2 separate regions of the Mus musculus genome follow, and region 2 is linked to region 1. The links are chromatin contacts, called in public promoter capture Hi-C maps. All regions are on one chromosome and are shown on one strand. Each heading gives the region's core, a stretch centred on a gene start, on an enhancer-like site or on the middle of the called end of the contact. The rest is flanking DNA. Distances are from core to core; before and after follow the strand shown.

Region 1 (4,477 bases), core at 1,920-4,419:
GTATTGCTTTCTTGTGCAGAAAATTCTAGTCCCCCTTTACATTTATTACCCATTTATATTATATTTAGTGGTTTCACAGCAACAATTAATAATAGTATCACTAGCAAGGTGTTACATTTTGCATGTAGAATGTCCTCATGTGTTCGAAAGCTTGGTCCTCAGCTGAAGGCAGTCTGGGTGAATTATAAGGATGTTTGATCTTTTGACATTGCAACTCAATATTTACAAAGATCATTCCAGAACTAGACAATAGAATTACAAAAACAAAATGATAAACAAACAAACACCTCTTTGCAATGTTTTAAGTAAGTTTATGACTAGGGAGCGAGAAACCTGTTCTTGTGTAGCCTGTGCTACCCCTGAACTCTTGTTCCACCAGTCTAAGTAGCACTGCAGTTAAGAGCAAATGTCACTACTCTGAGTTGCTTTCCTAGCTATCTTTGGGTTCCTGTATCTGGCAAGTTGCCCCAGATGGAGAGCTGGGCTGTAGAGCTGATTCACATGGAGGAAGTGGGTCTCTGAGAGTGGGCCTTCTGGGTTCTAGCCCATCCCTACATCCTGTCTGGTCTCTGCTTCTTAATCTATGTTTGAATCACTGTTTCTTCTAACCTACTGTGGGCTGTACCCACAGTGAACCCAAATAAACTTCTCCAGTGTTTAGTTGTTTTTGTCCAGTCTGTGTCATAGAAATGAGAGAGTAATTAATGCCTAGGTTATTGAAAAGTTAAATTTCTTTGTAGTTCTTACGATATGCCTTGTTTAGGATATACCTGCTAATATATGTCTGACCATTAGGAGTTTAGTTATTGTATTTTTAAGTAACCAAATTAATACATGCATAGGTTAATCTGTGTCATTCTCATTGAAATATTAGGATTTCTTTTTAGTTTTGTAAACACAAAATACATGATTTCAAAGCAGTTTATATTCACATTTAAGAAGTCTGGTGTCCATCTTTTGATTGCTCTGCCTTGTTCCTCATAGACCACATTTATTTTTACTTTCCTTCTGTTTTATCTGTATATATGTGCACTTGTGTATGATGCATATGTTACATGCATATGCTGATAGACATCTTGTGTATATGCACATAAATTTTAGTGTACATTTTTTATACATGAAAGATGACCTTAAATTTCACTTGACTTTTTAAGCTTTTTTTTTTTTTTTTAAATAAACAGGTGATCAGTCCATAGCAATATATTGAAAGACTTCTCAGGCTGGTGTTTCATTGTTCAACTATACCATGCACTATTCAACCAGTCTTTTGTGCATGGGGATTTAGGTTATTTCCGTGTTGCTCCTGCGGTAGAGCTGTGGTGAGTGATTGTGTACTTGACATATATATAAAAAAGTGTGTCTTAGAGCAAGATATATCTGAAGAAATAGGACTGCTACGTAGGCCAGCAGGGCTAAGCAGCCTCGTGCTGCTGTTGGTATGTGTTATTCTTGCTCCTTTTCTTTTGCCTTTCTGGTATGTTTTGCCATAATTGTTTTTCCAGCAAGATAGGGGAATTGATGGTGTGTCAGTTTAGTTTTCATTTATATTTTTCTTGTGAAGTGTAAGCATTCGCATGTATCTTAAGTGTGATTTTTCTGTGAACTCTTTAATATCTCTTCTGTTACGCCGATCCCTTGTGGTTTCTTCTCTATTTTTCAGTCTCCATATTTTAGGGATAAGTTAAATATGACTTATCTGAAAGTGCTGGAGACCAGAATGTTTTAAATTTTAGATCCCTCCCCCCTGGGTTTTAGGCTATTTGCTTATACATAGTAAGCCACCTTGGGGATGGCAACCCTATGTCAATGGGAGATTTATTTGTATTTCATATAATGTGTTCATGAAGCCTGAGGGTGAGTTTTCTGGGTTTTGTGCACCTGTATTTTTAGGGAACCTTTACATGGGGACAGCTCTAGATTCCCACCTGGCCTGTGCTGGTGCTCAGAAGCTCAGATTGGAACATTTCAGATTTTGGAGTTTTGAACTAGGGATGCTCAGCCTGCAATAACACTTTATTTGGGATATCAAGTATAATAATTTTCATTTCTCTTCTTAAAAAAGTTTCTGCTTTAACTCCTGTCTTGAGCTTCTTGTCTTGGCTTCCCTTAATGTAATAATCCCTTTCCTCCTTCAGTTTGATTTTGGTAAATGTTTTATCATAGCAACAGAAAGCTAAATAGCATATTAGTATAGAGAAGATAGTAGATTAGTGAAAGTGAAGAACATGAAATACAAATCTGTGATAAATATGAGATGTCTCTGGCTCTTGGTCTGATAGAAAAAGGTACTGATGGGATTTAGTAATGATGTTCAAATATCTAAAGAGTTAGCAAGTGAAAGGAAAGAAGTACTAGACTTGTTTTGTATAATTCCAAAGACTAGAACTAGTCCTCATCAATAGAGTCTGGAAAGATAATGATTAATAACGAATTTTCTGATATTTAGAGCCTTCTAGAAATAGGAGTGGAAGGATATACAGTAGGGAGCTGCCACTGGAAATCTTGGAAGATAATTTTTCCCTGTTAAATTTTCTAATAAAGGATTTTTGTAATTCTAAATTGTTATTAGACATTTCCTTCCATAAGGTTGGAATTATATTTCTTTAAAAAAATAACATTTTATTTGGCTACTTATCCACTTACAATACTACTTTTCAATTACTAGCTTCAATACTTTTATTTTAGATTCGTTGTAGTATCTCCTTACTATATAAAATAAGACTTGTAATGAACATAATTTGTCCCACAAGTAAATGTTCAAGAAAAGAAACTATAACTGAAAGTAATGTAAAACTCCATAAACATTGGATTTCTGAAGTGAAGAAACCTAAAACATTTTACCAAGCTAGGCACAGACTTACTAGACATCACAACTTGGTCTTAATTGAAGTGATCCAGTTGTAAATCACACGTAGATGATAAGTTCTTAGGCTTTGATATAAACATATTGGTATGTTTGATCATAGGATTGATCATAGGCAGCATTGTTAATTAATATGCTTTGAAATTTTTAATAATGTTATTCTTTGAGAATTTCATGTAATGTGTTTTGATCATTTTCACCCGCCTCACCTCCCAGGCCGGGCCCACCCTCCCTGACCTGACCCTCCCTCCCTGACCTCCTGACCCACCCAACTGCACGTGTGCTTGTTATTTCCTCCTCCCTCAATCTTAAAGCCACCCACCCGGTTTGTATTGAATGTGGGGCTTGCCCTGGAGAGTTCTTGATGCGGCAAGGTCACACCATTAAAAAAAACTGGCTTATTTCCCTGGCCTTGTTCAGCCTGCTTTCTTACCAAACAGAAGACCACTAGCCTAGGGGTGGCCCCACCCACAGTCAGCTGGACCCTCCCTCATCCATCAGTACTAGTTAAGAAATTGCCCTACAGCCAGAGCTTATGGAAACTTTTTTTAAATTGAGGCTTCCTCCTCTCAGTTGACTCTAACTTGTGTGAAGTTGACATAAAGCTAGCCAACACACTTGTAAATGAGCGTTATGATTTGAAGTGGGTTGGTTACTGTATGATAGGAAAAAAATATAATCTTCTAACTTGAAATTCTCCCACATGTTGAAGCCTGAGTGCATACTGTATGATAGAAGGTCTATGTGATCTCTGGACAGAGTCAATTGGGTTGAGAAAATAAGAACAACTCAAGATTAGACGGTTTTAAACCTATAGGTATGAACTGCTTATATAACAGAGAGCTGTATTGATTATTGTACTTCTAGTTCAGAATGTGATCTAAATAGTCTGTTACATGTAGATACAGATCACCTTGAGTATTTCACTGTGCCAGTACTGCTACTCTGAAACTCTTGTTATTTTTGTTAGTAGCTAGGTTTTGTGTGGTACTTTAGAAAGTTGGTTGTTGTATTCACTATTTTGGAGTTAGTTTCTTATAAAAATATTTTCAGAATGGGTATGTGGTGTACATTCAGAAGTTGCCTTGGACATAGGACAGTTTTTCACTGGTATTAGGCACTCTGCTCTTTATGCTACAGTAATTGTCTTTCTTTTCTTCTTCTTGCCATCCAACAAACACCCGTTTCTTTATTTCTTGATCTTTTGTAAATTTTCTGTGACAAATTTAATTCTTATGTAGTCTTTGGTCAACCTGTATTGCTAGCAAGCAAAAACATAATGTAATTTTGGAATTGATGTTTGTAATTTATACCTAAATGTATAAAATTTAAAGGGATTATTTAAAAAGAAAACTTTAAAGAAAAATTAATTTATGTTTCAGGCAACCAAGTTTTATAACTGAAAATACTCAGAAGTTTGAGCTCTTAATCTAACTGACATTCATAGTTAGTATTTAGACTAAAAGTGGTAAATTCACTGTAAGGGGCTTTGATTATTTTCTTATTATTTAGTAAAATGTGGTTTGGAATCTTATGGAACAGAGTATTCAGTTAAATTACTGAATTACTTTATAAATTGAATTACTATTTTCCATAGATTACTATTAAGCTTAG
Region 2 (5,126 bases), core at 203-2,702, 340 kb after region 1:
TGTCTCACTCCATCTATGTTCCCAACACCTCCTAATATGATATAGGCATGTAGTAGGTGTTTAAGAAAATCCCCACAGGGGCTGGAGAGATGATGGCTCAGCAATTAAAGCACTGGATGCTCTCACAGAGGTCCTGAGTTCAGTTCCTAGCAACCGCATGGTGGCTCACAAGCATCTAATCTGGGATCTGATGCCCTCTTCTGGCATGCAGATAGAGCACTCATATACATAAATAAATCTTTTTTTTTTAATCTCCCCAAAGGAATGACCCCATCTACATAAAACCAGTGGGCGCCATCTTGTGGAAGACTGTACAGTAACAATGGCCTAGATTCCAGACACCAGGCTGACAGGAAGGGAACCCTGACATGGACTCTGAAGCTAAGGGCACTGCTTGAAATGACAGACTTGGAAACTTTCCTTGAAGCTGTGTGTACACAATACAGCACACTTTTTTACTTAGATTCATGTAAGGGCATTGGAGATGATGGTGCGGGCAGGGAGGGGCAGCTATACCCATTCTCACAGGCCAGCCCTTGGCACTGCCCTTGAGTCTGCTTGATACCCAAAGCATACCCAAAGCAGCCAGATCAGTTCTCCACTCTCCTGCCCAGCAATACCTTTATGAGCCTCGCCTGGGTCTCCTCATTGCCTCGGAGAGGGGCAGAAACGGCCACCGACTGTTCTCTGTTTACTGGTTTCCCGGTGGGTCTGTGCCCCTTACTTTCCCAGCAGTTTCTTTTGTGTTGTTGTTGTTCTCAGCTCTTCCCAGGAGTCTAGCCCAGGCCACCAGGAGGCACTATTAGCCAGGAACACACAGTCCTAGTGACTGCTTAGGCGTCACAGAAACCTGCAGTTTATACAGCTTGTCAGACTCACTCAGAAAAGAAAGAATTGGAATTACAAACTTAGATGCAAACACAATTGCTTATTAAGAATGGGAAATCACAACAAAGCATCACATTTCAAATGCCCAGCTCTCTTTCTGATGAAACTTCTGTACAAGTACCAGAAATGCCCACCCCTGTATTCAAATCGGCTGGTCTGACCTCCTCTCCGTCCATCCCAACCCACCCTGCAACACCAGCGAGTCCATCTAGAGTCACGATCAGTACATTTCACCGGGGTTCTGTCCCCTGACTCCAGATCAGGCCCATGCATGTTCCCAAAGGCAACTCTCTGTCTCATGGATAGCACTCAACGGAGCCGATGAGCTGATGGTGACACCCAGGGGCTTAGAGATGTTGGTCCTGGGTTCCAGCGCAGGTGAGTCCACACGGGATGCCCTGGGAGGCACTCCTACCATCTTTTCACCTTAGAAGCCAGACTCCCTTCCCTCCCTCTCCCTCTCCCCTCTCCTCCTTTGGCTGGGAACTGGAAGCTAAGGGTCCAAGGTATAGAATGCCCGAAACAACAGAGAAGTGGTAGAGATGCGTGTTCCGTTCCCATGGTAACAGAGAGCGACTTAAACTCGAGATTGGAAGGGTGCAGTTGACTCGCGGCCAGGATCCAAGATTGGGTAAGAGCTCTGAAGGCCAGGCCTGGGCTCCTCCAGCCTTTGGGCCCTGGAAAGGAAGAAGCAATGGAGAGAGAGAGTCCAGGGTGGCAGAGTCCAAGGATAGCAACGGGATATGCCAAGTACCCAGACCCCTTTGTTGCTTGTTATTTTGTCTGTTTTGTTTTTTCTACTCCTGCACTACCTTGATCTTTCTGTTTCCTGCCTTGACACCATCCTCCCCCTGTGAAGAGTGGTGTTCTACTGGTCCAGTACAAATAAAGGGGTGGGTTCGTCTCCTCCAGAGAATCCAGGCACTGAAAAGAATCCTCAAATTAAAACTTGTCTTGCCCAGGCCTACCCCTGGGACTCAAAGCAGGTCACTCAGGTTTTTTCTACCACCACCACCACCACCACCCACCCACCCACTCACCCACCCCTGCCTCTCACTTTTGGGAGGTTTGAGAGAAACAGCACCCCCCTACCTAGCCTGGGGGGGGGGGGTCAAGAGGGAGCAGAGCCAAAGCCAAAGGTTGGCTTTTCACAAGTGTTCTGTACCGATGACTGCAAGCTCAAAGTCACCCCCTTTCAACGGCCAAATTCCAATATATTTGAAATCCTATTTGTTAAAAGAAAGCAAATAAGTAAATAAGCCCTAGACAATATTCTCAGCAGGGCACTGGGTGTCTGTTTGTAAAGGCTACAGCAATTGGTGCATGAGGGTTTAGTGAAGCTTTGGGAATCTAGAGTTTGTCCCTGGCATGTTTGAAGGTGGATTCAGACCAGCAAAACAGAAGCAGCCATCAGTAGTCCCCCTCAAGAGGAAAAGCAGCTGCCTTCCAGCAAGGGCCCTGCCAGAGAGCTAAATAACAGGACTTATAAACAGTTCCAGACAGCAGTGTTCCAGATTCGCAGAACACTGTAGGACTCCCCATGACGGAAGTGAGATCTGCCCCCTTGTTTCCTGCAGGTTTTCTAAACACCTGCTTCCAGAATCCCAGGGAAGCCCAGGGGTCCCAGGGTTCACTCAACGATGTCTTCATCCACTCCTGGCTTCACTGTCTGAGCCCATCACTCACCCCATTGGAAGGTTAGGTGGATGAAACATCCAAACCATTTGCAGTCAGTCTCCTGTATGCCTCTCTTCTGCAGCTCATTAATTCAGTGTACAAACTTCTGTTGAGAGCTCACAGTAAGCCAGGCATTGAGGTGGAATTGCATCCTGTGAGTGAGGCAGATGTGCCGACAGATGTGAGACTTGCAGAGGTACAGTGTGAGAGCTGGGGGGGGGGGGGGGTAAAGACACACTTTCTCTACACAAACCTAGAAACAAGAACAGCCTGGGGGAGCAGGCCCCAGATTCAGGACTGATCATGTGACCAAGGCTTGCTCTAGCTCTGAGGTGCCAGTGTCATGTGATTCCATTGCCTGAATTCTTGCCCTCTTACTACTAAATACAAGCCAGATTGACTCTTAGTATTGATTGATGTAGCACTAATAGCAGAGACTGTGTTGTAGTTTAAATGTTAAATGTCCCCTGTAAGCTCATGTGTTTGAACACTTGAGTCCCAGATGGTAGCGCTGTTCTGGAAGCTGGGGAGCCTTTGGGACTTAGGATCACTGGAGGTTTTACTTGCTTCTGGTCCCAGTCTGTGTTCTCTGCTTCCTGCTTCAGGCTTTGTGTGAAGAACCCGCCAAGCACCCCTACTGCGGTGGGACTCCCTGTCATGCCTCCCTTACCACGGTAGACTGATCCTTCTGAAACCGTGAGCCAAGATGAATCTTCCCCTAATTTATTCCTGTCAAGTATTACGTCACAGCAATGAGAAAAGTGGCTGAGTCACCCCTGATGGGCACATCAAGTCTGACAGGAAAGACGCAGGCAGAGTTTTTAATGAACTGCCTTGTCTGATGTCCTCAGGTCTGTTGGAAGGCATCTCACAATTACCTACCCCAGCTCAAGGCTTCCTTTGCACTGAGCCAGGGAGGAGCTCTACCCTCTGTCTCTCCTGATACATCTACTAAGAGGACCCTGAGCAGAAAATCCTTCACCCTTCTGAGATCTCAGCCAATGGTGTGGATCAAACTAGTCCTGGTTTCATTCTTTCATTTGACCCAGTCCATCTTGGGAGGCACAACTGTGACAGTGCAGGATCAACCCCACCTGTGTTCTTCCTGCCCCACCAAAAAGAGGCTGATTTTGTTGTCTTTCAGTGCAGTCCCTCCGTGATGATTAATGTAGTTGTCAACTTTCCTAGATTAAAAACCACCGAGAGATGGTAAAGAGCCCTTCTGTTTCTATGAGGATGTTGCCACAGAGTAATTGCATGGGAACTGTAAATAGAGAAAACCCTACTTTGAGTGTGTGCACCAGCACCCAGTAGGCTGTAGGCCCTTAGAACATGGAGCTGAAGAGAGCAAAGGCAGCTCTGCTCCCTTGCTACGTTCCCAGGAGATACATCTCTGCGCTGTCTCCGGCAGACACCAGACTCCCAGTTCTTCAGGCTTTGAATACACACTCATGATGATGCTTGCACAGGGAGTCAGATTTCTCTCTCTGTCTCTCTCTCTGTCTCTCTCTTTCTCTCCCTGTCTCTATCTTTCTATCTTTCTGTCTCTATCATTCTGTCTCTGTCTCCCTGTCTCTCTGTCTCTCCCCCAACCCCCCACCCCCCACTGCTTTCAGCTTCCGGACTTATTTGTTTCTGTGGCTCTCCATGCCCATTTGGAGTCATTTGGTCTCTGGTTGTACACAGCTTTTTCATCTCTTCTTACAATTATGTGTTATGTGTTATGTGTGTGTGTGTGTGTGTGTGTGTGTGTGTGTGTGCGCGCCTCTCTATGTAGAGACACATTTACCTTCTACTGACTGTTTCTGCTGAGCCCTGACTTAGACACTCTGAGCTCCAGTGTGGAACTCAGAACCTATGGCCCTCTTTACTGATGCCTTATCCTTTTAGGAGAAGATGATGCTTGGTGGCCCACCTCAAATCCTGAACCTATCCTCAACCCCCAATCCATAGATCTTTCGTCCTACAGTTTCAGCTCGACGCTGGTTCACAACTTTCTGTCATGCAATCAGACCTCAGCTATGTGTATGGTCTACACTCACCCATGGCTGGACACTCATTGCCCCAGGAGAAGGCAGCCTACGGCCGTAATCCTGGTCACAATATCAGTATTACTCACCCGGATCTCATTGCCGAAACACTACAACGGGAAAGGATCAGCCCACCCAATCAAACCAGTCTCTGCAGTCAGCTTGTTAGAGAAAGCACCAGGGAAGACTCCAAGTGAAGCAAGGCACTTGGCCCAAATAGTTTCCAGAACGCTCTGTCTTCATGACTGCAAGTATTTCTTTCTTCCGAAAGGGCTTACAGCCAAGAAGGTGTCCCTCACTGAGCAAGGGCATGGACAGACAGGCCCACCAAGGTCACTCATTATCAGTTCTTCAGATGTCCAACTCTGAGAGCTTTCAGACTCGGGTCCCACCCCAGAGTCTCCAGCGCACACAAGCTAGCCTGCCTGGAGTCCAGGGAAGAACAGCTTTAAAGACAAATTCACAGATCCCAGACTGGTCTCAAACCTCTCGTGGAGCCGAGGATAGCATTGACCTTCTTGTCCTCCACCT

What was found. Promoter capture Hi-C pulls out the DNA fragments that hold promoters and counts their contacts.
Region 2: a promoter capture Hi-C map of embryonic stem cells shows a contact between it and region 1, with 4 times the contacts expected there. The contact joins the promoter of Erich6b here to the enhancer-like site in region 1. A contact is called at or near these places in 20 of 39 promoter capture datasets (the 3T3-L1 cell line, the C10 cell line, the HPC-7 cell line and 11 more), 2 of 15 datasets of contacts at CTCF or cohesin (pro-B cells and stem cell-derived epiblast-like cells), 12 of 484 Hi-C or Micro-C datasets (the N1E-115 cell line, Th1 cells, cortical neurons and 6 more), 2 of 115 datasets of contacts at active chromatin or transcription factors (embryonic basal ganglia and oligodendrocyte precursor cells) and 4 of 9 other capture datasets (adipose tissue, embryonic stem cells, liver and 1 more).

The regions. Positions count from the first base shown.
Region 1 is chr14:75,300,757-75,305,233 of GRCm38.p6, forward strand. The region is part of intron 4 of Zc3h13 (zinc finger CCCH type containing 13); the gene reads left to right. Among named protein-coding and RNA genes, the nearest start is that of Zc3h13, 19 kb to the left of the region's middle. Within about 2 kb of position 3,170, at least 5 of the 459 cell types and tissues checked have an H3K27ac peak or open chromatin away from gene starts, as enhancers often do. A contact at or near this core is called in embryonic stem cells, where this site is marked.
Region 2 is chr14:75,640,770-75,645,895 of GRCm38.p6, forward strand. Erich6b (glutamate rich 6B) reads left to right here and starts at 1,453. Exons shown (of 13, transcript NM_001369022.1): 1 at 1,453-1,519. It overlaps Gm36219 (a long non-coding RNA gene), which reads right to left and starts at 4,876. Exons shown (of 6, transcript XR_383598.2): 1 at 4,685-4,876; 2 at 2,575-2,717; 3 at 1,701-1,812; 4 at 1,075-1,565; 5 at 621-850.